7 separate regions of the Mus musculus genome follow, and all the other regions are linked to region 4. A link is a contact called in public ChIA-PET, HiChIP or PLAC-seq and promoter capture Hi-C data. All regions are on one chromosome and are shown on one strand. The core of a region is the stretch at or near the end of the contact, and the rest is flanking DNA. Distances in the headings are between cores, read along the strand shown. Region 1 holds the start of Gclc (glutamate-cysteine ligase, catalytic subunit). Region 2 has its middle 45 kb from the start of Eef1a1. Region 3 has its middle 22 kb from the start of Gclc. Region 4 holds the start of Fbxo9 (f-box protein 9). Region 5 has its middle 35 kb from the start of Klhl31. Region 6 holds the start of Slc17a5 (solute carrier family 17 (anion/sugar transporter), member 5). Region 7 has its middle 50 kb from the start of Gclc.

What was found. Promoter capture Hi-C pulls out the DNA fragments that hold promoters and counts their contacts. ChIA-PET counts read pairs in DNA pulled down with a chosen protein or histone mark. HiChIP or PLAC-seq counts read pairs in DNA pulled down with a chosen protein or histone mark.
Region 1: a contact with region 4 is called in a promoter capture Hi-C map of erythroid cells, with 19 times the contacts expected there. The contact joins the promoter of Gclc here to the promoter of Fbxo9 in region 4. A contact is called at or near these places in 9 of 39 promoter capture datasets (the C10 cell line, embryonic stem cells, erythroid cells and 5 more), 20 of 484 Hi-C or Micro-C datasets (CD4 T cells, CD8 T cells, LSK cells and 14 more), 20 of 115 datasets of contacts at active chromatin or transcription factors (the SCID.adh cell line, acute myeloid leukemia, astrocytes and 17 more) and 4 of 9 other capture datasets (adipose tissue, liver, macrophages and 1 more).
Region 2: a contact with region 4 is called in a promoter capture Hi-C map of liver, with 4 times the contacts expected there. The contact joins the enhancer-like site here to the promoter of Fbxo9 in region 4. A contact is called at or near these places in 3 of 39 promoter capture datasets (3T3-L1-derived adipocytes and liver), 1 of 15 datasets of contacts at CTCF or cohesin (embryonic stem cells), 3 of 484 Hi-C or Micro-C datasets (embryonic stem cells, erythroblasts and liver), 4 of 115 datasets of contacts at active chromatin or transcription factors (the NIH/3T3 cell line, effector CD8 T cells, embryonic stem cells and 1 more) and 2 of 9 other capture datasets (adipose tissue and pancreatic islet).
Region 3: an H3K4me3 HiChIP or PLAC-seq map of bone marrow-derived macrophages shows a contact between it and region 4, with 2.7 times the contacts expected there. The contact joins the enhancer-like site here to the promoter of Fbxo9 in region 4. A contact is called at or near these places in 4 of 39 promoter capture datasets (the C10 cell line, hippocampal neurons, liver and 1 more), 1 of 484 Hi-C or Micro-C datasets (uterus), 5 of 115 datasets of contacts at active chromatin or transcription factors (bone marrow-derived macrophages, craniofacial prominence, fetal liver and 2 more) and 2 of 9 other capture datasets (adipose tissue and pancreatic islet).
Region 5: a contact with region 4 is called in an RNA polymerase II ChIA-PET map of memory CD8 T cells, with 7 read pairs. The contact joins the enhancer-like site here to the promoter of Fbxo9 in region 4. A contact is called at or near these places in 2 of 39 promoter capture datasets (the C10 cell line and liver), 4 of 115 datasets of contacts at active chromatin or transcription factors (acute myeloid leukemia, bone marrow-derived macrophages, memory CD8 T cells and 1 more) and 2 of 9 other capture datasets (liver and macrophages).
Region 6: a contact with region 4 is called in a promoter capture Hi-C map of pre-B cells, with 4 times the contacts expected there. The contact joins the promoter of Slc17a5 here to the promoter of Fbxo9 in region 4. A contact is called at or near these places in 5 of 39 promoter capture datasets (embryonic stem cells, erythroid cells, hippocampal neurons and 2 more), 2 of 484 Hi-C or Micro-C datasets (CD4 T cells and embryonic stem cells), 2 of 115 datasets of contacts at active chromatin or transcription factors (embryonic brain and extraembryonic endoderm stem cells) and 2 of 9 other capture datasets (adipose tissue and liver).
Region 7: a contact with region 4 is called in a FOXA1 HiChIP or PLAC-seq map of pancreatic cancer cells. The contact joins the enhancer-like site here to the promoter of Fbxo9 in region 4. A contact is called at or near these places in 2 of 39 promoter capture datasets (both in liver), 1 of 15 datasets of contacts at CTCF or cohesin (the NIH/3T3 cell line), 1 of 484 Hi-C or Micro-C datasets (liver), 2 of 115 datasets of contacts at active chromatin or transcription factors (bone marrow-derived macrophages and pancreatic cancer cells) and 1 of 9 other capture datasets (liver).

Annotation. Positions count from the first base shown.
Region 1 is chr9:77,753,217-77,756,652 of GRCm38.p6, reverse strand. Gclc (glutamate-cysteine ligase, catalytic subunit) reads right to left here and starts at 2,118. Exons shown (of 16, transcript NM_010295.2): 1 at 1,694-2,118. The coding sequence starts at 1,843.
Region 2 is chr9:78,525,442-78,528,914 of GRCm38.p6, reverse strand. No RefSeq gene overlaps it. Among named protein-coding and RNA genes, the nearest start is that of Eef1a1, 45 kb to the right of the region's middle. Within about 2 kb of position 1,509, at least 404 of the 459 cell types and tissues checked have an H3K27ac peak or open chromatin away from gene starts, as enhancers often do. A contact at or near this core is called in 3T3-L1-derived adipocytes, the NIH/3T3 cell line, adipose tissue and 6 more, where this site is marked.
Region 3 is chr9:77,730,594-77,734,183 of GRCm38.p6, reverse strand. No RefSeq gene overlaps it. Among named protein-coding and RNA genes, the nearest start is that of Gclc, 22 kb to the left of the region's middle. Within about 2 kb of position 1,908, at least 9 of the 459 cell types and tissues checked have an H3K27ac peak or open chromatin away from gene starts, as enhancers often do. A contact at or near this core is called in bone marrow-derived macrophages and microglia, where this site is marked.
Region 4 is chr9:78,107,017-78,110,650 of GRCm38.p6, reverse strand. Fbxo9 (f-box protein 9) reads left to right here and starts at 1,995. Exons shown (of 13, transcript NM_023605.2): 1 at 1,995-2,360. The coding sequence starts at 2,358. It also overlaps a transcript of Cilk1 not described here.
Region 5 is chr9:77,669,652-77,672,904 of GRCm38.p6, reverse strand. No RefSeq gene overlaps it. Among named protein-coding and RNA genes, the nearest start is that of Klhl31, 35 kb to the right of the region's middle. Within about 2 kb of position 1,669, at least 12 of the 459 cell types and tissues checked have an H3K27ac peak or open chromatin away from gene starts, as enhancers often do. A contact at or near this core is called in memory CD8 T cells, where this site is marked.
Region 6 is chr9:78,585,892-78,589,418 of GRCm38.p6, reverse strand. Slc17a5 (solute carrier family 17 (anion/sugar transporter), member 5) reads left to right here and starts at 1,374. Exons shown (of 11, transcript NM_172773.3): 1 at 1,374-1,545. The coding sequence starts at 1,452.
Region 7 is chr9:77,703,051-77,706,240 of GRCm38.p6, reverse strand. No RefSeq gene overlaps it. Among named protein-coding and RNA genes, the nearest start is that of Gclc, 50 kb to the left of the region's middle. Within about 2 kb of position 1,935, at least 26 of the 459 cell types and tissues checked have an H3K27ac peak or open chromatin away from gene starts, as enhancers often do. A contact at or near this core is called in pancreatic cancer cells, where this site is marked.

The sequences.
Region 1 (3,436 bases), core at 869-3,368, 350 kb after region 4:
CAGCCTGGTCTACACAGTGAGTTTCAGAACAGTCAGGACTACACAGAGAAACCCTGTCTTTAAAAACAGTGTTAATTGGTTGAAATGCTGGGCCCAACATTCTCCCCCTATACAGACAGAATACAAGTGCACAAGATTGCCTGGCTTCTTCAGTCTCCTTGATAAGGATTGTGGGGAGGAAGGTAAACTTGGTACCGACTCTATTCACCAGATCCCGTCACGATGGAAATGTGTGGTACACCTGAGGTCCTGCTCTGCTGTTCCTCTCACACCACTCACTTTACTCGTCTGCCATGGGAAGTCTCTCCAAACAGGCAGTTAGTTGTACATGCTCTTCCTGCCAACAGGGGGAGCGTTTTTTTTTTTTTTTTCTAAAACAGAAAGAAGGATCTGGATCCGGGAGGTTCCTGGTTAGTAGAGAAAAGGCAAGGGGCATGGTGAACCACTGTGCTTCGACTGCACTGAACATCTGCGGATGAAGTTCAACTCCAAATGGTTATAAAGACATTCATTTGTTTTTATTTTTGTCTTTATGGAGTCCTAGCAAGACAGCGAAAAGTAAATTTTTGATTGCTCAACAGTGGCTGGTTCCATGAGAACCTTAAAGGACGCCACAATTTGCTGCTGCCAACTATATATATTTCCTAGTTAGGCCCTAGGAAAAACAAGTGGATAAAACCCATAATATCCCTGCCCTGTATATGATACACGGAACACAAATGAAGAACTGTCAAATGTAAATACACAACAAACTTTGGACTAAAACTGGAGAACTGCCAAACGAGTGTGTCCCTTTCCTGAAAGAAAATGTGGTGATAGACAATTTTTTTTGTAGGAATATATATTAGTCCTAATACTTCCTTAGGCCAAGCATAATTCTTTCAGCTGCAGATGGCAGAATCATCTACCAACATTAGATACAGAAAAACTAACTTTTCGCAAGCTAGTCTATGCCGGTACAGCAACACTTTGAAACTTAGCCCAAGGATAATACTAAACGATAAATACATACAGGAGTGGCACGCTATCTGCCGTAAATGCCAACCCCACACAATAAAGGTCAGACTCAAGAGGTTATTTAACTTTATGTATCTTTTTATCAATGTGCTTATTTAAAAATAGGGGATGCACACACAAAAAAATGTTTTTAGCGTTGCCGCTTTCAGATGGTTCGAACAAATGGGTCCCAGAGATCATGCACAAGTTTTAGCATTGACTGGTAACGCTTAGCTGCTGGCTCTAACCAGTCTTACCTAACCTCTAAGTTGTAAGCATTTACAGTTAAACCGGATAATGAAGTCTCCCGTCTTTTAGGAAGACAACCCCAAGTCCTTAGGTCTAGCAATGTATTTGTTGCAATGTATAACTCTAAAGTTTGCGGACAGATGTGAGATGTGTCAGGCGTTTAAGAAAAAGAGCTAGAGAAAACCGAGGGCCGAAGCAAACACCCTGGAGATTTGAAACGTGATAGCAAGCCAGCCGGGCAAGTCGGTCCTGTACACACTCATCTCCAAGGCGAACAGTGCGACCGGACGCCGGGAGGCAGATATTCACACTCCTCCCGCTCAGGCCCTCCCTGTGTCCGAGCGGCTTGCCTCCCGACAGGAATGAATGAGCCCGAGTGGCCAGCGCCGAGCCCGGGCCGGTGGCGGGGCCGCGGGCGGCCTGGCCGAACAAAGGCGCGCGGGCTCACCTCGTCACCCCACTTGAGCACGTCCTTGTGCCGGTCCTTGACTGCGTGGTAGATGTGCAGGAACTGGAGGATGCCGTGCCTCCGCACGTGGTCGGCGTGGCGCTGGGTCTCTTCCCAGCTCAGTGGCGAGCCTTGGGACAGCAGCCCCATGGCCGCGTCCTCCTCCCGGCCGCAGCTCCGCTCTGGGGGCGCCCTCGGGCCGCGCGGCGGGCGTCCCGTCCGTTCCCGCTCCGGCTCGGACCCCGCCGCGCGGTTGACAGCCCGGGTCGGGGTCTCTCGCCGCCGCCCGGTCTCGCGCTCCCACGCCGGCCCTGCGGCCCTGGCCGCCGCGGCAGCGCTCCACTCGGCGCCGCCGGTGTCGTGCACGGGCTTCCTACTTGCGACCCAAAGCTGCGGCGACACAGAGCATGCCCAGTTCCGCGCCTGCCGCTCCGTGCGCCGCGCTCCAGATTTTATAGGCTGCGGCGGGGGCGGGGAACGAAGCGGCAGGTCGTGGGTGGGGCCTGGGGCGGGGGCGGGGCTGAGGCCGAGGGTGTCCGCGGGGGGGCGGGGCTGTCTGCGAATAAGGACTGAAAAGTCTGGGTCCTAAGAGAAAACTGGGTCAAAAAAAAAAAAAAAAAAAAAAAAAAAAAGGGAGGGGGGGAGAGGGAGAGAGAGAGAGAGAGAGAGCTGAAATATCTGAATATCTGTTCAACTCTGTACTGGTAGAAAGGGTATAAAGTTAAGAGTAATCCTTTTTTTTTTTTTCTTTTTTCTTCTTGGTTTTTCAAGACAGGGTTTCTCTGTGTAGCCCTGGCTGTCCTGGACTGGCTTTGCTGGACTCGAACTCATAGAGATCCTCCTGCCTCCCATGTGCTGGGATCAATTATGTGCACTACCACGCCTGGCTGAGTAATACTGTGTGAGTGTGTGTGCGTGTGTGTGTATGTGTGGTTTTTCGAGACAGGGTTTCTCTGTGTAGCCCTGGCTGTCCTGGAACTCACTCTGTAGTCCAGGCTGGCCTTGAACTCAGAAATCTGCCTGCCTCTGTCTCCCAAGTGTTGGGATTAAAGGCATGTGCCACCACTGCCTGGCTGAGTAATACTTTTTAATAAATGTTGTACGACTCCACATGGCATGGATATGCATAGAGTTGATTGCTGGTTATTTACATGCGTCCATGTATGGGCAGGGATTAGATATATGTATATCATCATTGTAAACCCTGTACGTTAACTATTTGCCAATGGGATCTCTGGTCGGCACAGAGATCACTCACTGTGCAAAAGAGGTCTTGTCTTGTCTTGTCTCCAAGTGTGCAGTGTGAGAAGTTTCTTCAGAAGTTTCCCCACCTTCAGAACCGAAGGTCCATCCAGCGGTGGTCATTCTATTGCTCAGGAGAGCTTTACCCTGAGTGCGGAAGGCTCTGGGAACTGGATTCCGTGGGAACGAAGGGAAGGTACCTTGCCCGAATAGTTATTCGATTAATGTTTTGCAACTGTATAAATATATGCAGTAACTAGATGATCCATTCATGTACAGAGGGCAGAAAACATTTATTACACCCTCCCCCCCCCCACACACACATTGTAACTACATTTTCAACATGTAGTTACTTAGAGACAAGATCTCACTAGATAGCCCAACCTGGCCTTGAACTCCAGGCAGCCATCGTGCCTCAGCCTCCTGAGTGTTGGGATTAGAGGCATGGACTTCCACATTTGCTTTAGATTTAATAGTTAATGAACACTCATCACAACATTC
Region 2 (3,473 bases), core at 260-2,759, 420 kb before region 4:
GGTCTACAAAGTGAGTTCCAGGGACAGCCAGGGCTACACAGAAAAAACCTGTCTCGAAAAACAAAAAAAAAAAAAAAAAAAGATGCTTGCTGAAAAGCCTGAGTTCCATCCCAGGCACCACGAGAGGAGGGACTCTCATCACACACACACACTACGTAATTTAGAAATGATTTTTTTTAATAATGCTGATAAGTACACTCATGTGTAGACATTCTGTATTCCCAAAACAAAAACTATTAAGACAGACCAAACAAAACGTTAAAAGCATTTGTGAATAGTGAAGGAGGGATTAGGTTTTCTCTTCTAAATTTTCATTTTATCTTGTTGAGACTGGGTCTCCTACATCCAAGGCTGCCCTTCAGTCCCTGACCTTGCTGCTTCCACCTCACAAAAGCCAAGACCTCAGGCCTGTGCCACCAGAACTCCTTTATTTAACTAGAATGTTTGGAAATTAAAAAGAAAAATCAATCATGGGGGGGGGGGGCGGGGGGAGGACCGTCAGGGTCAATCTGGAACTGACTAAAGGCTAAGAAAGCCAAAGCAGGCCTCTCTGGCGCTGGGCTTTAAGTGCCTGCACCCTCGGGCATCGCCGGTTTGGCTAGGCTGTAAAGTGGCACTGTGGGACAAAGTGGCACTTGTTGATATTCACGGCAGCCACGGGCCTTGCCAAATGGCTGATTTACTTTGCCTGGAGTTTGTCCCTCAGCTCTGCCTCTTCCTACACTCTCTTACCCCAGTATAAAGCCCTTCTTTTTTAATGTTTTTTTTTTTCTAATAACCACATTTTTCTATTTTGAAACAGTTTCAGGAAATCCAAACTGGCCTCAAACTGACTCTGTAATGAGGGCTGGCCTGGATCCCCCTGCCTCCACCTGGCGGCAAGTGCTGGGATTGCAAGCATGCCACACCACGCCCAGACAGTCATTCATTCACGCATTCGTTATTTATTTACTTATTTTAATAATTTAAGTCCGTGTGTGAAGGTCAGAAGACAGCTTATTGAAACCGGTTTTCGGTTTCCGCCTTCCCAAGGGACTGAACCCAGGTCTTCAGGCTTGATAGAAGCTCCTTTACCCTTGGAGCCACCGAGCCTGTCCAAAGATTTTTAAGAGAACTATTTTTAAAACACACAAACGCTCTTCTCTTCTGACGCTTGGGACTTACGACAGGTTCCATGCCGCACTCACCTTCCGCGTGAATTTTTTGACACCCCCCCCCCGGCCCCCCAGAAACTCGGATTTGCCCCACGGCAGCGGGCGTTTCCCCTGGGGGAGGAGCAAGAAGAGCTTACAGCACTCGGGAAGCACGAGTTTGACTCATGCCTTAGCGGACTCAGGAAACCCGATTAGCAAAACCTAGATTTCTTTGTCTGGAGAAAGGAGATGACTCACAGAAACCACGTGCAAAAGAAAGGCATTTAAAAGGGCTCGATGGAAAGTCACTGCGGGCTGGGGAGCCCCTGGCGTCACCCGCCCGCGCTCCCGCCTCTGGCCGCTGGAGGCAGCAGGGTCACGAGGCAAAAAGACTTTCCTGACCCTTGCTTCTCAGTTTTTGTTCTAAAAGGCAATGTTAGCTCCTAACCGCAATTCTGGCCAAGTGTGGTGACTTTGAAACCAAACCTGGAGCCACAATGTTGTTAAAGAGCCACGTTGTTATTAAGTCTCCATACCTTACAAGAATAAATTTGTTTCCTAAGCCTAATAATGTATTCTACAAACCATGTTTTTCAACCTGTGCTTAACTTGTAACCCCATGATGTATATACCCTTTGTAAATCCCTTTGCCTTGCTAAACCCCTGAATCTGTAAGCTATGATTGCCCTTTTGCCTTACGGAAATGTTTTTCCAGATACCTTGATGAGTGCCCTTCCACACCCCACAGACTGCCTTAGGTCCTGAGTAGCCCCTCTCCTCCACCACCATGTCCCCACCCCAACTTCTATGTCCAGGGGCTAACAGCCAATTATCTCAACAGCTCTTCTCTATCAACCCTAACCCTTCCACATATAAGAGACCTCAAAAGCCAGTGAGGGGATGTTCTGAGACCCGAACTTAGGGAAAGTGCACAGTCTAAACACAGCTTGCTTTAATCAGACAGTCGTCGAAATAGTTTTTTTCTCCGGTCTAAGGTTGACCCACATTTTAAACCCCAACACTAGGAAGGCACAAAGGGCCATTTCTGTGGATTCCAGGCCAGCCTTGTGTACATAGCAAATTACAGCCCAGGCTACATAGACCCTGTCTCGAAACAATATTGCCTTTAATCCCAACTCTAAGATCAGGTGTTGAAAGTCATCCTCAACTACATAGTGAGTTTGAGACCAAAACTGCAGGGCCCCATACACAGAATAGGAGCCTGGCATGGTTACATATGTCTACAATACCCAAGTGTAAACAGGTGAAGTTAGAAGACTGCAAATTTGTGGCTAGCCTGGACTACAAATAGAAACCACGTCTCAAAATGGAACAAAATCAAGAACTCCACCTCTGAAACCTTTGGCCCCATTCCCACTATAGCTGAAGGCCAGCATGGATCTCAGTACAGAACTGGCTTTTCTGCCAAGAACAGGGACTTCAGAAAGAAGTTGGCTGAGGCCTGGAAGTTAGAAGGTGGTTCCTTAAAAATGCAGTCAGTTGTTTAATAGAGAATTTGCTGTCTTTGGGATTTCTCCTGCAGAACTTTCGAGGAGTAGAGAAGCTTCAGCCAATATTGAGAAAGCCAATAGAAGTCAGACATGGTGGATGGACCATTCCTGCAATCCTAGCACTTGGGGTGTAGAGAAAGGTGTGCTAGCTCAGAATCAGCTAGGACTACAGTCTTAGGCCAGCCTTGGTAGATAGCAAGACCCAGGCTCAAAAAGAACTAATTTAGCTCACGGCTTTAATTGCAGCCCCTGGAGGCAGAGGTAGGCAGATCTCCTTGAGTTCAAGGCCAGTCTGGTCTACAGCTGGAGCTCCGGGACAGCCAATGACGTGTTAGAATGGCGGGTAGCCGCTCAACAGCACACTAGGCCAAAGCAGTTCAGCGTGGAAAAGGTTCTATTGGAAGGGAGAGACAAAGTAGTGGCAGAGAGAGAAGAAGAGGGGGAGAAAGAAAAGAGGGGGAAGAAAGAGCGAGGAAGGGATGTTCTCCTTATTTATATGGAAAATGACATAACAAGTAAGGGTGGGAGGTGAGCCAAGTGAATGCTGGGAAGATGGTGCCCGTTGTCTTGGCAACCGGTCTGGAGGTTGCAGGTCGCGCTGTGGCCTATGTGATATCATAGGTTTGGAATGTCCTGATGCCAACATACCTCCCTTCTTGTTATTATAAAGAGAAGGGAAGAAAAAGGGTGTGGGAGCAGGGCGTGGTGGCGCACGCCTTTGATCCCAGCACTCGGCAGGCGGATTTCTGAGTTTGAGGCCAGCCTGGTCTACAAAGAGAGTTCCAGGACATACGGAGAAACCCTGTCTCAAAAGAAAAAAAGAAAAGAA
Region 3 (3,590 bases), core at 659-3,158, 380 kb after region 4:
TTTAATGTACAGCAGGAAAAGGAAGTTACAGAAGACTGAATGTAGGCAGGATGGAAAGAAGATTGAACAGTATTGTTTTTTTTTTTTAACAAAATATCAAACCTTTGATTTTTACCAATAAAGACTTGGGGACCAGATGCTGAGGTGAAAGTCTGCTGGCTCAGTGACACAGAGAAAGCGTCCAGCTGACCTTCCTCCTCAGCTGATGTCCCAAAAGAAAAGGGAAGCTCTCCTTCTCCATGTGGTCTCCAAAATCCCTCCAACTAAATGTCCCTCCCTTCTATTTCCTGTGTGTATCTCTCTTTAGCCTCCTGACTCCTCCTTACTCTGGTTTTCTTTACCCCTCTGTGTTCACTCCCTGTCAACTGGTTGGTTGCTCTGTCTCTTGATCTATGGTTGACTTTATTTAGTTTTGTTTACAGTAAGTAGAAAGCTCTGGGATTAAAAATGTGTGCTAGAGCTGAGCCACATCACAACTAGAAACAGGTTTTTCCCAGTAACTAACAAAATCTCAGGTCTCACAGTATGATCCATACCCTGGAACAGAAGAGAGAAATGGAGAAGGGACACTTCAACAGAGAACACCCTGTCTAAAAAGGAGGGTAAGGAAAATAATCCCTTATGACTTTTTAATGTGGATTCAAAAACATTAATGGATGTCTTTTGTTATCTAAAATCTCAATGACAGGGTTAACATGTAAATATTTTTGGTTCTCTGTGTACTTTTCTGCCCTATCTTGTTTACAAAATACACACCCTTGTTAGTGTACAAGCAATTCCATTAGCCTGCTCTCAGGGCCCTAGCAACAGCTTATGTCATCATCTGTTGTATCACCTGCCGCCAGGTGCACCAGGTGTGTGCTGCAGATAAAAAGGATCACCAGGCACCCCAGCTCTCTCTTTGTTCTCTGTGCACGTCTTCCTTTTCTCTGAGACCTGTCTCTGGTTTCTCTTTCTGCCCTCATGGCTCTCTCACGGCTCCTTGTCTGTCTGTCTGTCTGTCTGTCTGTCTGTCTACATGTCCACTTGTCTACATCTATCCCTTCCCCAGGTCCTTGCTCCTCTCCCTTCTCCCAATAAATCTCTTTCAAACCAGATCTGTTGCATGGCATAACTTCTCAGGGCTGTACCTTGGCATGGACCCCTTGCTGCATTATATTTCAGAACATTGGAGTCATGACCTCAGAGGGACTCTCCTGGTGTTTAACCACGTTGGGATCCCACCTGTCTGATACATCGTGGGAAGATCTGCTTTCTGCTTCACCAGTCATTGGGCATTCCATCCAACCCTGACAATTGGTGAGTTCCCTCTCAAACTCTGCTTAAATGTTTCTCTGGTTCTGACCATTTCCCTGGATGAGGCTTTGTTCTTTCAGCATGATTTCTCGACCTCTTGGCTACTCTTGAAAATCCTGGTACCAGGTCAACTATGTCTGTTCGGGCTTAGCCTTGGCTCCTGTTCACTGGATGATGACTCGTGCCTTCTCAGGTTGGTCTCTCCCTGCATCCCTGGGATGCCTCTGACCCAGGCCTGGGACTCTTCTCATCCATGGAACTATGTTATCATAACTTCTACACCTAGCTTCTAAACTTATGGAATCTGGCCTCCATATACCACCAGGGGAACGTGAAAAAAATTCTCCTTTCTTTACTCCTTTTTCCTCGCTCCAAGCCCTGCTTGCTTCTGTCTGATCTCCCTCCCTATATTGAGTAAATGTTGCACCTTTAAGTTTGCAACAACTGGGAGTTGGAGCTGGGTAGGAGCAGAAACTGCAGCACTCCCAACACACACCCTTCTGCTACAGCATCCACAGCATCCGCTCCTAGAAGCACTCCAGAGATCTGTGAATTTGATTATAAATGCTAGAGTCTGATCATTAAGTCATTGTGTCTTCCACGTGGCTCTCAGCCCGCTTCTGTGGGCTACATGCACTTCCCCATTCCTGGCTTTCTGCAGCCAGCCAGAGGTAAGCTAAGCACACACTCTCTTTCTTCCTTCCTTTATGGACTCAGATTTTATTTGCAAAAACTTGGCCCCATTCAAAAGGCAGAAACTGGCACACCTTCTTTCCAAATTCCCCCTGCTGTGAACAAATAATTCTCAAATATATTTAAACTTACTCCACTCTACACTTAAGGTTCCTCACTCTTAAAATCTTTTATCTCTGATTTCTTTGCATTCTCCCTGCCCCCGGGGGTCTAAAATAAAAGAAGATATGTTGTAAACTCTTATCTAAGGATTTGTAAATTGCTCATTGGGTATGGTTTATAATCTATATAATCTTCAACAACAAAAGGCTTGGTAATGTGATTTGTTCTATTTCCCAGGCTTTGAGACAACAGAATAAAAGAAAATCCACGTGAAATGTCAAATGGAGAGAAGGTTGTCTTGTAACTTCTAATAGGAAAAAAAATCATAATTAAAAAATGTTTAGAGGTCATCTTAATTTGCTACAATGTGCCAAGGTTTAGGGAAGTAAAATGAGAAATAGTAATTTAGTAATGAAAGAGAGTTAAGAAGGATATAGTATGAGCTTAAAGGGATAAAAAGAGAAAAGAATATTTAGATGAGGATGAATTTTGTATAAGAATTTGTCCCAAGAAGGAAAAATAAAAGGTGAAGACAAAACCATGAAGGCTTTAAGTCAAGCTGCAGAAAGTCTTAAGTCATTCATGGTTTGTGGAAGATGGAACCCAGGTGATGTGTGTTTAAATATTGAAATTCCTAAGGTGTGATCACTAATCTTGGTTGTCAACATAGCACACCTGGGAAGAGGAAACCTCAGTTGAGGAATTGACTTCATCAGATTGGCCCGGGGACATGTCTGTTGGAGTATTTTTGTGATGGCTAATTGATGTAGGAGGGTCTGGCCCACTGTGTGTGGTGCCGTTCCTGGGCTTGCATATGAAGGGCAACTAATGAAAGTCTCAGTCCTGAGAAGTCACAGTACCAGAAAGTGCTGTGTAAGCTGCCAAAGGTGAAAAACTTCCAGTAATCCTACCCAGTTGTGGTGCCTGGGAACCACGACAATGACCAGCACAGCAAGCTGTTCCCTAAGGTGCCATAGTGGCCCTCATATCTTGACAGTAACCAATAGCTCTCTAATTAGACTTAAGACTCACTCAATAGGAGAAAGAGGACAGGACTCATGACTAGTCCTGGAAACTTAGCCAACTACCTGGGGTTAGTGAGGCCATGACTTTAGAGAACCTATGATGACCACAATGATGACGACGACAACGACAACGACGACATTACTAGAGCAACGTAATTTTTACTTGCATTCTAAATACTTATTCTTTTACCAACAGATGAATGTAGATCAACCCCATCAGAAAAATTTCTCTTTGTAGCAGAAAACCATTACAGAAAACTGGAATTGGTTGAAATGCAGAAAGTGAATGATCATGGGTGCCCAGCCCCAGTGGACATGTCTACACCACAGCTCCTGCATTCATGGCTCAGGAAACAGTGAAGAAGATGTGCAGAAAGGCTGCATGAAGCAAAACAAAAGGAAGCCTGCATTGTGTGTATTGTGAGGTATCCACCAGAGAAGACTGCTCAGACATGAGTTTAAGCCAATGGAAAG
Region 4 (3,634 bases), core at 746-3,245:
AACCCTTTCAATGAAATTGACTAGTTCTAACACTGTGGAAACTTCATGTGAAAGCTGATGTTTAGCTGATGTTGTTTTGTGAGAGACGGTCTGGCTGGGTCTGGCTGTCAAGAGCACTTGCTGCTCTTGCAAGGGGCTCCAGTTTAGGTTTCCAGAATCCATGTGAAATGGCTCACAATCACCTCTAAGTCCAGTTGCAGGTGACCTGATACCTTCTGGCCTGTTTAGGAACCTTCACACTCATGGTGGCACATAAACTTACACAAGCGTACACACACAGAAGTAACAGTAAGCAAGTCTTTTAAAGAAAGGAATTAAAAGGCAGTTAAGAAATCTCGGGGAAGTCCCCGAAGAGCCACCATACGATTCCGAGGAAATAGAAGCCTCCTTCCAGGGTTCTTAGTCTCATTAATAAAATAATTTAAATTTGGACACAGACAGCACCTCAAGAACTAGGAAAACTAGGACTGGCGAGTTGTAAAACGGGAAACAGCCAGGAGGATGAGACTGAAGCAGAGAAACAGGCGTGGAACACGACCGGAAGGGGAACTTCGGAGGACAAGGAAGCTCAAAGCTTTAGTTAAGGAATGTAAAAGCATTCTTGGTCTCTAGCTAGAAAAAGTTTACCTGGTTCTGCCTGAATCTCATGGTGGCTTCTAGGGAATGACACCCTAGATTCTGGAAGAAAAATGACATTGTCTTAAATTGATTTCACCTTCCTAGGGGTAATCCCATGGGCCAAGTCCCTGACCTATATCCCACTAGATTAGTCTATAAGGGAGGAGCCAAGGACAGTCTCCACCTAGAGGTGGATTCCATTATTTACAAAATCTGCCGAGAATAGGTGACAGTGCTCAGCCCTAAATGGGACATATCTATATCCACTCCCCAGCCCCCAGCTCCGGGAACATTAAAGAAGATGGGGTGGAGAGAATGTAAGAGCCCGGGGACAGGAAAGAGTGTTCCGAGATGCTGTCTTTTGGATATGTCACGACAGGTGTATTCATCAGCCTACTGAAATTATGATAATTTCTACAAAATCAGGCCCAAAAGATAAGGCAATATTCCAGCATTAACTGGACTCAGTGGAATACAAACTAACTAAATAGACAACATACACAGGATTTGCAATTTCTTACTGTAATCAAGTTGCACCCCTCCCCTTTTACCTCCATGTCTTTGCCGAAGACGTACTTCATTTCTGAGCTCCAGAATAAAGTAGCACAATAAAATTTTAAGTTCTGTGAAGTCGGGTGAATGTAGCGTCCTGGCTGTTAGGTTCTAACACTTACAGAAACTCAATAAATGTTGTCTAAATGTCTGTCAGAGGCCAGGAAGCCCGTAAGTTTTGCTAGCATATGCCTGTAGGTGAAAAAGTTCTAAAATGTGCAATCCAAGTGCCTTCTATTGACGTGGAATCGGATGTTTGGACTGTAAGAAGTGGCACCGGGTTGGGGGTGGGTGGGTGTAAGTTCCGGCTCAACGTGGAACATTTGACTACAAATCCCAGCGTCCCTTGTAGTGTCCACTCCTTCAGGAGTCGGGTTTCAGGCCTTGAAAAGGGCCGTCCTTCCCCCGTTGTATTGTGGGATCTGTAGTTCGACGTGACTTGCGTTGGCTGTTACCACTCTCCGGCTGCACACATGAGCGTACGTTTTCTTCGGTTCAGAGTCTGTGGGGTTCAATGATTGTTGAGTTTTCGCTCTCTTTTCTCATTCTGACAGGGCACCCAGTGTCCAGGGCGCCTAAAGTACTGTCCCCTAATGTCCAATTAGGATCGACTCAGGGGGCTCTACTCCAAATTCAGGTTCAAACATTTTGAGCTAACGTCTGCTCCTTCCTGCCTGGGTGTTCTCAGCATCAAACAGGCGGGCTGAGTGAGGCGGGCCAGCTTAGCTCCACCGACGGCTGCACACAGTAGGCCCATCACCCTAGCTCGCGACGGGTGGCTGGTAGCCAAGCAGGCGGCGGCGACGGCGACGACGGCATTGCGCATGCGCGGCGCGGCGGCGCAGTTTCCGCAGCAGAGCAGGCAGCTCCGCCGCTGCGTCCAGACGTCTCCTGCTGGGCCGACGCTCAGCTCTTCGCTCGGTGCTCGGCCTCCGCTGGCGACCGGCGACCCCTCCGCAGCTCGAGTCCCCGGCCGCCGCAGCGCGCCTGCCTCCGGCCCCCTGTCCCGCGAAAATGGCTGCCGTACGCCGGGCCCGCAGTTATTGCCGCTGCCTGGTGCGCTTCTCCGACCGAGAACTCTGCTAAGCCGCGCTGCAGCAGACGGGCAGGAGTAGACACCGGGCAGCCGCCACCCCTCCGGGAGCCGGGCGCGGGAAGCCCCTCGACTGGGCCGGCCGCCGGCCAGCATGGTAACCGAGGAGGGAGGGCAGCAAGGGCCGGGTGGTGAGGGCAGGGTTTGACGGATAGCCGAGGAAAGGCCCGCTTCGGTCACTCCAGACTGTCCGAGCTGGGAGTCGGGTCTCAGGTGACCTGTCCTGGCTTCTGCACAAGGGAGGTGGCCCTGGCAAGCGGTGACACTTGTTGATCGCTTCTGTTCTGGCAGCCCGGCCCATAGATGATTTCGGGAGCTCCACGTTTGGGACGCACGCCCTCGAGGTGTCAGTGGCCCTGGTAGGATATTCGCAGGCAGTGCTGGCAAACTGGACTTGGAGGGATTCTTGCCAAGTTTCTTGATAGCGAGGGCCTAAGCCGCTTCTCTGCTGTGCGGACGGAGAGACTGCGCCAAGCTCCATGTGTGACAGCTCCGGTCTCACGGGACTGTTGCATGGAGTATGTAGGCTCTGCAGTGACTTAAGAAACTAGTTTCCGGCTAGGGCTGGATGATTTAAGAATGAAAGATACCAGACTGACTGGGAGAACACTCAAGTGGCTTTTTTTTTTTTTTTAACATGAATTGGCTGCAACGGTTTATTTTATGAAACTAGTCTGGTGCACAGAAAACACACTAATTGATTCTTCTTCTAAACTTTCAAAAGTAGTCCTCAAACCACGATTAAGCCCTTAACCTTCTTTATGTTCAGTTAATCTCATCTGCGAAGAAACTAACCCACTAAACTATACCATGATGCTTGAGTAATTTTCAACTATGAAAATACTGATGATTAACTAAGCTCCTGCTTATTTCAAGTGGGATTAAAATCGACTAAATGTAGTAAAATTCCAGTTCCTACTGTCAAAATCAAGGTTAACAATGGATTCTGTTCTGAGATAGGCATTCTGTATTCAACTAGTTATTTTTGAGCCTCCGACTAGCCTGGCATGGTGTGGGGTTTGGTGCAGTACCAGATCTTCAATATTAGCAAACCTATTAACTGTGATCTGTGATAAACTTTTAATCACATCTGAAAAGATGACCCAGAATTCAGAATCACTAATTCTCTTTACAGATCTCTCTCTCTCTCCCTCCCTCTCTCCCTCTCCTTAAATTAATGTTTTAAAGTGTGTGCTAGATTTATGTTAACTTGACACAGACTAGAGTCATCTGAGAGGAAGGCACGCCTCACCTGAGAAAGTGTCTCCGAAAGATCAGGCTGCAGTCAAGCCTGCAGGGCATTTTCTTAATTAGTGATTGATGGGGAGGGCCCAGCCCTTTGTGGGTGGTACCATCCCTTGGCAGGCCGGT
Region 5 (3,253 bases), core at 420-2,919, 440 kb after region 4:
GAAGAGACACTGTGACTAAGGCATGTTGACATGTGGGTCAATCTGTTGAAGGATATTTGCTCCCAGATGGAGCCGACATAGTCCTTTCCTTGGATATATTTTTCACACTGCCTTCAGTTTCTACCCTCAGGATACTGGATATTGTTGCCACCTCTATTTTCCTAACCTCTTTTGAAGGCAAACTTTTCATTGGGGCTGGCTTACAGTTTCAGAGGTCCAGTCCATTATCATTATGGTGGGAAGCATGGCAGTGTACAGGCAGGCATGGTGTTGGAGGAGCCAGAGTTCTTCATCTCTATTCAAAGGCAGCCAGGTGGAGACTGTCTTGTCCAGGCAGCCAAGAAGTCAGGGGGAGGCTCTGCTCCACATTGAGCAGAGATTGAGCACTCCACATAGCAGCCCATTACCATCTGTTACCCCAGGCTCAGGAGATCTGATTCTTTTATAAGAATGCTTCAAGCATGCATGTGATAAGAGACATACAAGCAGACAAAATATCCACACACAAAGGAGACCTCAAAGATTGCCTACATAGTGAGACACTTCCTCCAACAAGGCTACACCTATTCCAACAAGGCCACACCTCCTACTACTGCCACTTGCCATGGGCCAAGCATATTCAAACCACCATATTCCTCATCTGCCAAGCTGTGTGGCAAGCTACTGCTGCTATGGATTGAGATGCCTTGTTCTCCCCACTATGATGGGCTTGTAGCCTTCAAAACTGTGAGCCATAATAAGTCCTCCTTCTATTAAGTGTTTCTATCATGTACCTTATCACAGTGACAAAAAGGGTAACACAAAAGTCTTTGGAACAAATCAATAATGCTACACTTTAAAAACTCATTTTTTTGTGTGTGGATATTTTGTCTGCTAGTATGTCTCTTACACATGCATGCTTGAAGCATTCGTATAAAAGAATCAGATCTCCTGAGCCTGGGGTAACAGATGGTAATGGGCTGCTATGTGGAGTCTGGGCATACGACCTGGGTCACCTGGAAGGACAACCAGTGTTTTTAACCACTGAGCCATCTCTTTGGCCCCAGTGTCAAACTTTTGAACCTGTGATGAGTGGGTGATTGTGATGGTTTGAATTAGAATGTCCCTCACAGGCTCATATATTTGAATGCTTAGTCACTGGGGAGTGGTACTATTGGAAAGGGTTAGAAAGATTAGGAGGTGTGACCTTGTCGGAGGATATGTGTCATTGGGGGTGGGCTTTGAGGTTTCAAAAGCCCAAGTGTGGTTCAGTGTCATGCTCTCTTAGTCTGTAAGTCAGGATGTAGCTTTCAGTTACTACTCCAGTACCACCTTTGCCACCATGCTCCCTGCCATGATGATAATGGACTAGGCCTCTGAAACTGTGAGCCAGCCCCCTGTAAATGCTTTCTTTCATAAGAGTTGTCTTAGCCATGGTGTCTCTTCACAGCAATAGAATAGCAACTAATTAACCACAGTGGTGTTGCAGCTAGAGGGGTTTGAATAAGCAATGTCCCCCCATAGGCTCAATTATGTGAACACTTGGTCCCCAGCTGGTGGCACTGTTTGGAGGTGTTTGGAAAGCTTTGATAGCATTAGGTGTGTGACTGAAGGCTGGCTTTCAGAGTCTGTGCTTCACCCTCCATCCATTTTACTCTCTCTGCTTTCTGTGTGTGAACAGAGCTGTGGCCTCTCGGCTTCCTGTTTTGGTTACCTGTTGCCATGCTTCCTCTACCACTACAAGCTTTCTCTCTGGCACTGTAAGCCAAAATAAGCGCTTCCTTTTATAAGACACTTCGGTCATGGTGTTTTACCATAGCAGCAACAACAAAAAATAGCTAACATACTAGGTTCTGTTTTTTCTTTGTTTCTTTTCATCAGTGCTAATCTGTTTTCACCTTCTTTAGTTGCGTCTTTACGTGTGCATTTGAGAAGTTTTCAAATCTTTTAACTCCCCTTCCTTTTGGATCCCTTTAGTAAATGTGACTAAAAGAAGCCAATAATAGCCATGTCACAGAACAGACGCTTACATTCTTGGAATCTCCTGTTTACAGTAAGCTCCATCACTGTTTACAAATTCCTCCCACAACCACTTCCAAGGGTTTTTCCACATTTAGATATTCAGAAATGGCCTCACTATGTGTTAGCTTTACGTTATTATGATAACCTACCATAACTAACTTATAAAGAGAAAAGATTTCCTTTGTGTAACAGTTGGGAAGTTTCAGTACAAGACCATGCAGTCCCATCTGTTCGGGCCTCTGGTAAAGACAACCCACCATGGTGGGTGCTTGTGATGGGACAATTCCTGAAAGAAGCTGAGAGAGAGCTAGTCAGGGCCTTATAACCACCTCTACATACACTACATTGTTGAAACAGAGCTGGAGAGTGAGTCCCTAAGACAGTGGCCTTTGATAAGCTGGGAGGACAGGAAGAGAAAAAGGTACAGGCAGGTAGGGATTTCTTCTGCATTGAGCTTTAGAAACAGGGACTCAGTGGACTATTGGGAAAGATGAGTTTTACTGCTGATCATGTAGATACAATGTGTCCTTCCCTGTACTGGGTAGCTACTAGAATCATTCACTCTCTCTCATTCCTTTCTGTGTCCTGTGTACTTTGTGTAGGAAGGAATGTGAATTGGAGGCACACTTGGGAGTTCACGTTCTGATTTGTCTCTAGCTTCTTGGCTCCTTCGCCTTCTTCATTCTTCTGCGTGTCTAGGGTAACAAAGCGTGCCCAGGCTTTTTCTTCAAAGACGTTAGGAAATCAAAGACAGAACAAAGGTCGAGAAGAAATACAGTATGGAATTGTGAGGAGCTGCATATTTCTGATCTGTTCTTTTAATGCATAGTGGTAATTAATGTTGACTATAGGTAACTCAATGTAGAAATGTCATGGTCTTGACAAATGTATAGACTAGCTTTGTGTTTTCACAATGTTTTCCCATATATTGCTTAATTGTGTATTTGTAACCACTTGATGGAGTGAGTAACGTGATTGTAATTGAGAGTGATTCTTACAATTGCAGAAACTGAGGTCCAGACTCCAGACCATGTATTTAGCAATTTTGTTTATCAATTTTAGTTTTTCATTTCTCATTTTAGACTGCTTTCCAGGGACCACTGAAGAGGCAAATAGGAGTCAATTCTTACTTCACTTCTGCAAAGCTTCATACCATATTACGCTGAGTAATGTTGAATTTCCAGATCATTGTGGGAAGGATCTGGGGAAAAAAAATTGTATTTTTTTTCAATTACAAAATATAAAAGTAAAA
Region 6 (3,527 bases), core at 125-2,624, 480 kb before region 4:
TGTCCCTGCCAAAAAGGATGATCTTAGCAATAAAGGAGAGGAGATACAGTGTTGAACAAACCTATTGGCTCACACAGGATAGCAGAGGTGCAGAAAGATGAGAACCCCGAGGCTAATGAAATCTGAAGCCGTCTGTTGGAGGAGTTCAGGGGTGGGGGGGTGGGTACAAGGGGATGAGTTAGGGAAGCTGGGTTTGTTTGTTTGTTTGTTTTTGTTTTTTTGAGACAGGGTTTCTCTGTGTAGCCCTGGCTGTCCTAGAACTCACTCTGTAGACCAGGCTGGCCTCGAACTCAGAAATCTGCCTGCCTCTGCCTCCCGAGTGCTGGGATTAAAGGTGTCGCCACCACGCCCGGCTTGAAGCTGATCTTTTTGTTCTAATCAAACCTTCAAACAAATTGAAATCCACTCACATGGAGGACAAGCAAACTGACACATCAAATTAACCACACCAGAAGTGCTGTTTGTACATACATTTTATAAGAATTTGCCAGGCGGGTATGCACAAACTCAAGGGCTTTATCTCTACAGCTGTCTTTTTGAAAACTTGCCCATCAGCATTTACTGGCCCAAGAGTTAGGGATATCTTTAGTAAATCTCAGTCAGCCCTTCTTCTAGACAGGGGCCTCACCTGACTTTCTGAGCCTCTGCTCTTCCTTGGTCTGCGTGGAAATCTCTAAGGGCGTCTACCACATCTGTCTTTTCCATCGGTCTGCAGATATGGCTTTTATTACTCAGAGGCCCGATGGCCCCACCAAGGCTGACTGAAGCATTTTCCTAGTTCCTCTTTCTTAGAGTCAGCAGTAGGGAAAATCTGTCCAAATTAGATTTACAGAGAAAACTCCCCCACGCTCATACATCACGTGGCCTGCCCGCTGGGGATGTAGGTCAATGGTATGTATCAGCGTTAGTCTAATATGTGTGAGGCCCTGGGTACAATCAACAGTATCTTCCTAAAGAGAAAAGGCAGCTGCCTACATTGGGGTTCACCTCTGAAACAGTCAATTTCGTCGGACAAAACATGATTTCCTTTGCTACTTTTCAAAAGCCATATGCTGTCACAAAACGGACAAAGACTGAAAACTATTATAGACATTTAGAAGGCAAATAGTCCCTGCCCATTTCCCTAGCTCCCTATCACTGCGAGATGCAAACCCCATCGCCGCCTTCAGGCTGTCCAATGCCCGGGCTTTTACTAGTGTAACAGAGTCCTGGGCTCCCTACCGCTGGTGACACACATCTTGCACAGCGCAAACGCCACGCCCAACCCAACCCTGCCCACAGCGGGAAATTGCCCGAAACTAAAATGGCGCCTTAGGAACAGGCAACCAGATATGGGCGTGTCCTGGGGCGGGGCAATATCCTGCCCCGCCCAGCCAGCACGGCGAAGGGCTGTCCTGCCGAGAGCTAGGTTGGCCAAGCAACGACGCCGGCACATCTGCTCTCCAGGCGTTATGAGGCCCCTGCTTCGGGGTCCGGCGGGAAACGACGATGAGGAGAGCTCGGACAGCACCCCGCTCCTGCCGGGCGCCCGGCAGACCGAAGCGGGTGAGCTGCGGGACCACCGAGTGATTGCTAGTGGCAGCGTTCCTGGCGGGCGGGTGGTTCCCGGCCGTGGGCGCCTTGAAGGAGTGGCTGCGGGGTCGGGGGGACAGGTAGCCGCTGTAGTGCTGTGGGTCGGGACGGAGGTGCCTGTGGCGCTGGCGGGACTGAAGCAATTCAGGGTCGGAGGGGTACCCGATCCGAGTCAATAAGCAAAGGGGCCAAAGTGCTTCTTGCTCCCCTCCAGCGGCCGCCAGGTTTCCGCTTATGCCGGCCTGTAAACATGTGATCTGGTAGCGCCTTGTTGGGGAGGAGAGACAAAAACAAAACAACAACAAAGAAGAGTTAACAGCTGTTGAGTGTGCGGGGGACAGTTGCATAATCCCGCGAATATCTTGTGCTGTAAGACACCAAAATATTGCAGACATTTCTATTTTTTCCTTGTCTATCAGACTGCAATTTAAGTTAGGAAACAGGTTATTCTCAAGATAAGATATCTTTAGCACTCTAAGACAATATGCCGTACTAGAGGTCTTGCAGGTGCTACTTCAAAAAGCATCTTCATTGCGGGGGGGGGGGGGGGGGGCGCATGTTGCACAGAGGTATAGTCCTTGCCTGACAAGGTTCTAGTCTCCATACCCACCATCCCCCAAAACACAAGTATGTGTCTTCACTGGATTTCGCTACACTTTTGTAATGTAGCTTCCTGAAGCTACAGAAAACTAAAGGACAAATCGGCTTGGACACATTCAAGGATATAGGTGTGAGAAAGAATTGAACTGGAAATTTGCCTTTGTTGGCCCGGAACAGTCTTCTGTCGGTATGTCTTTTGTTGACATTACCAAAGAATTCTTTCGTAACTGTTTTAACCATCCTTCCCACTTGTGTGGGTAACTACCCTACTTTCTGACTTTATTCAGACTACTTCTGTTGGCTTTTGGGTGATCTGTTTTGGTTTTGTTTTTATTTTTAGAATAGTTTGTTAGGGAACTGGAAAGATGGCTCAGCAGTTAGAGCACTGGTTGCTCTTCCAGGGGACGAGGGTTCAGTTCCCAGCACCCACATGGAAGCTTACAACCATCCATAACTCCAGCTCAAGAGAGCCAACACCCTCCCTACTCAGACACACCTGTGGTACACAGACATACATACAGGCAAACATTCGTACATAGAACAGATTTTTTTTTTAAAATCTAAAATAGAATGTTTTATTTTGAAAAGTGTAAGGCATCAGTAGGTCAAACCTAGGACTTGCATTTTTTTGGTTGGTTGCTTGGTTTTCTTTGAGACAGGGTCTCATGTAGCCCCAGCTGGCCTCTATTTTGTAGCTGCAGGTGACTTAGTTCTCCTGACCTTCCTGCCTCCACCTCCTGAATGCGTGGTAAGCAAGCATTCTGTCCACTGATTCACACCTCCTGCCCCCTTGGCTTCCCTCTTGGGTTAGAATCGAAGTTTGACACTTTGCCACTGCTCTGGATTCCCTGTCCCTGTCCTCCGTCATCACATCCTCCTTGGTGCCACAGACACGTGGCACCGGAAGTTGCACGCAAGGCCGATTGCTCCGCCAGTTTGGTAGGGATATCTACCTTCCCGGCCGTCCTGTCTGTTCCACTAGGAGCCTCGTGCCCCACAAAGCTTAATTTCCCACAAATGAGAAATACACTTCTTAACACGTGAGCTCGATCTCCAGGATCCAGAGAAGGCAGTGATAGCAATTCAGTTCCTGAAGTTTCTGTGTGCTGAGTAGTGTTCTGTGTACTTTGCGGTTCATCTTCATCGTTCTGTAACAGGAGCTCAATACAGTAAGCGCTCGACGGTAATGTGAACTATTTGTTAGTAAACCAGCTCGGGGGAAGGAAGGTCCTATGTTCTCCCTGTGCCTCTCTCACATCCCTACTTCTGCAGGCCCTGGTCCTGCTTTTGCTAGAATGGCTGTGCTCACACCCACCCCACCCCCGCAGCTACCTGGCAACTTCTGCCCGTTGAGG
Region 7 (3,190 bases), core at 686-3,185, 400 kb after region 4:
TATAAAACTGATTTCATGCCAAGGGTTTTCATGTTTATATTGCTGGGATTCACAAAAGTGAACCCCAAAGTGTCATTTTGGCATGCTAAGTTGGAGGAGTGGTCTCAGAGACGATCCCTAGGGTAGAAAGGCAAGGCAGTGATGGAGAGGTGGAACGTTACTGTGTGAGCCAGAGTGCCACAAAAAGGTAACATAGTCCCTGTGACCTTCCCGGATTTCATATGTCAAGATGGTAATCTTGAAGGTAATCAGCACCTTTGGAGATGAATAGGCCATGAAACCGAAAGATTAATCTACTCAGGCACGGTGACAGCTTTTAGTTCCTTTTAAAATAATCTTTCTGTTATTTGATGTAACTCCTAGGAAAAGGGCTTACAACATTGTGCTTCTTTCATAAGCAGCTTCCAGTCACATGTGGGTATTTAGGGGAGCCCCTTCCGATGATGGAGGAGAAACAAGAGGTTAGAAAGACCCCGGCCTTGAGACTGTTTATGAACATGCCAAATAATTATACTTCGAGGGGGTATTGTTTTATGAGACCCAGCAGGTTCATGGGGAGACACTGGCAAGGGACATGAGAGAGCCTTCCTAGAAAAGGAGAAGAGACACATTCTTTCTTGAATGGAGTGGTAATGTAATGAGCACAGAAACCCTCCAGCTCTACATCAGCACATGTGGTATGGATGCTATGGTTTTTTTTTTTCATGTTTATATTGCTGGGATTCACAAAATCGTACCCCATAATGTCATTTTGGCATGCTAGGTTGGAGGAGTGGTCTTAGAGATCATCCCTTGAGTCCCACACCCTTTATCCCAGCTCTCCCACAGGCACAGGAAAGGAGTTACTCTGCATTAAGACCAGACCCATGGAAAATCACAACTGCCTTCCATTCTCATGAAGGAAGATCATAGTCTATCAAAGTGCATCCACACAGGGGTGGACTCTGTCCCAAGATAGCATCTTGCTTTCTGGCTCATTCAGATTCCAGAGAGTCACTTTATAATCTCATCTCTATCTCCAAGCCTCTTCATTCCCTTGATAATCATTTACTATCCTTCTAAATTGCCTCTATTTCCACCAGGTTTTTTTTTTTTTCCTCTATGGAGAAGAGTATACAGGTCTCACTGGGTTAGTGGGGAATCACACTCCTGAGCCTTACTGAGATAGCGAGGAGTCACACTAACATCTGAACCTCATTGGCTCAGTGGAGGCACACTCCCATGACTGCCCCCTGTGCACATCAGCAAACCGCTGTATCACTTCCTCAGATGGCCTCTGGGCTGTCAGTTTATGTCAGTCAACGTTCCGAGGTCCAAGGGATTTCCTTTACCTTTCTACCACCTGAGTAACGAGAAAGGCAATTCAAGTAGCGAAGGAGTGACATCCGGGTGCCCTGTCAAGTGTCACCTGTTTTCTCTCTAGGTTTTCTTTTTCTTTTTAAAGAACTTTTGTTTTGTTTTGCTTATGGCACTGGGAATTGAACCCAGGGCCTAACACTCTAGGCAAGTGTTCTCTCACTGAACTACATCCTGAGCCCTTTTGAGTTTTACACAGGACCTCACTAAGTTGCCCAAGGCTGGCCTTGAGAACAGTCCTAGCCAAGCAGGCCTTGAAATTATGGCCTTCCTGCACCCATCTCCTGGGTAGCTAGGATTACAGGCTTGCCCCATGATGGGTCCAACTTGTAAAAGTTTTCCTGTAAGAATATGTATGGATGCACTATATCAAACCAGTGCTGGGGGCATGGATCATGTATGGTGTTTGGGGTATTAGTAATCACCCTCCACTGACCTTGCTCAGAGCACACACATTTCATTTTTTTGCCTTCATCATGCATTCTCAGCACTATGACTAAGGATATAGCCAGGTATGACTGAGTCAGACAGCACACCTTTCAGGAGCTGATATTAAGCTTTGTCTTTATAGCTCCAATGTCTGAGCTTTAGCCCAATGCAGCTTAGAGTTGTCACAGTGAGTCAGCAAGAGCTTAAATGCTCAGTGTAAACCAGGAACACATTCCTGTCGGAAGGAAATGGGATCGTTCCTGCCGTTCGGCTAGCTCCCTTGGCTTTTACATCTATTTGGAGGACCACCTGATCCACAAGTAACCAGAACAAATGCATTCCCTGGATTGACAATGCTTTCCTAGCAGGCAGTTGGCTATGGCGACAGGTTCTTAATCACTTGCTTTGAGATGATCTAAGGCAATCGTGCGTGTAGAGAGTAATGCTGGCTTCTTTCTTCTTCTTTTGCTGAAGTTTCCTTTACAGTGGGCCAGCAGCTCTCCTCCCTCTGCAGACTCTGGTGCCTGTGGATCCCTCACGACTGCACTTTTACTTCAGTCATGACACTCTTCATGCCATGTAGCTCCTTGGCCGTCCAAACCCTCAAAAACTTACACTACCAAAGAAACGCTTCTCTTAAACTTTCCCGACTTCAATAGTCCTCTTGGGATTTATGTAAACTTTTTATTTGTTCCCAAAGACGTAAGTTCCCCCAAGTGGTGGATACTAGCTAAGTATTGATTGAAGTGACTTATGATGAAAAATGAAATATTTACTTCTGTCAGCTGAGTAAATATTTAATTTGCTTAAGCATGATTATGGGCATTGCCATTTCCTGCTTTCAGGGAAATGTTGTCTGTTCATAACTTGTTCCTCTGGGTTTTCCTTTCCTACCTAGCTCAGATATAGTTTATGAGGTGTATGGAGTTAAATAAGGCAGCATACCTCTACTTAAAATAAGGAAAACAAAACCCAAGTTCCTACAGCCAACACAGAACACTCACCCCTATCTGCCAAAGTTCACAGTGTTTCCTATGGGAAACAACCATCTCAGTGCAACTCTGACACTGTCTAGCTAGAGGTTGGATCTTGAAAGTAAAGTGCTTTTTGAGACTGATCCATTTGTGACACCAAATAACACAGCAGAGTACTATATGTCCTTCTACCATTAGCTATAGACCAGGGCCCCGTCACTATCTCCATGGATTTAATTAATTTGCTAGCAAGGCTCGTAGGACTTATGCTTACTGGCTTATTGTAAATACAGAAGAAGACCCAGACAAAAGTGACACAAAGGACAGGGTACATAGAAAGAGAGTTGGAACTTCTCTGTGCTCTCTGGGCCTACAGGTGCCTTCATAGGTTTAGTACGCATGCATATGTGTGTTTGTGTATGCATGTGTAT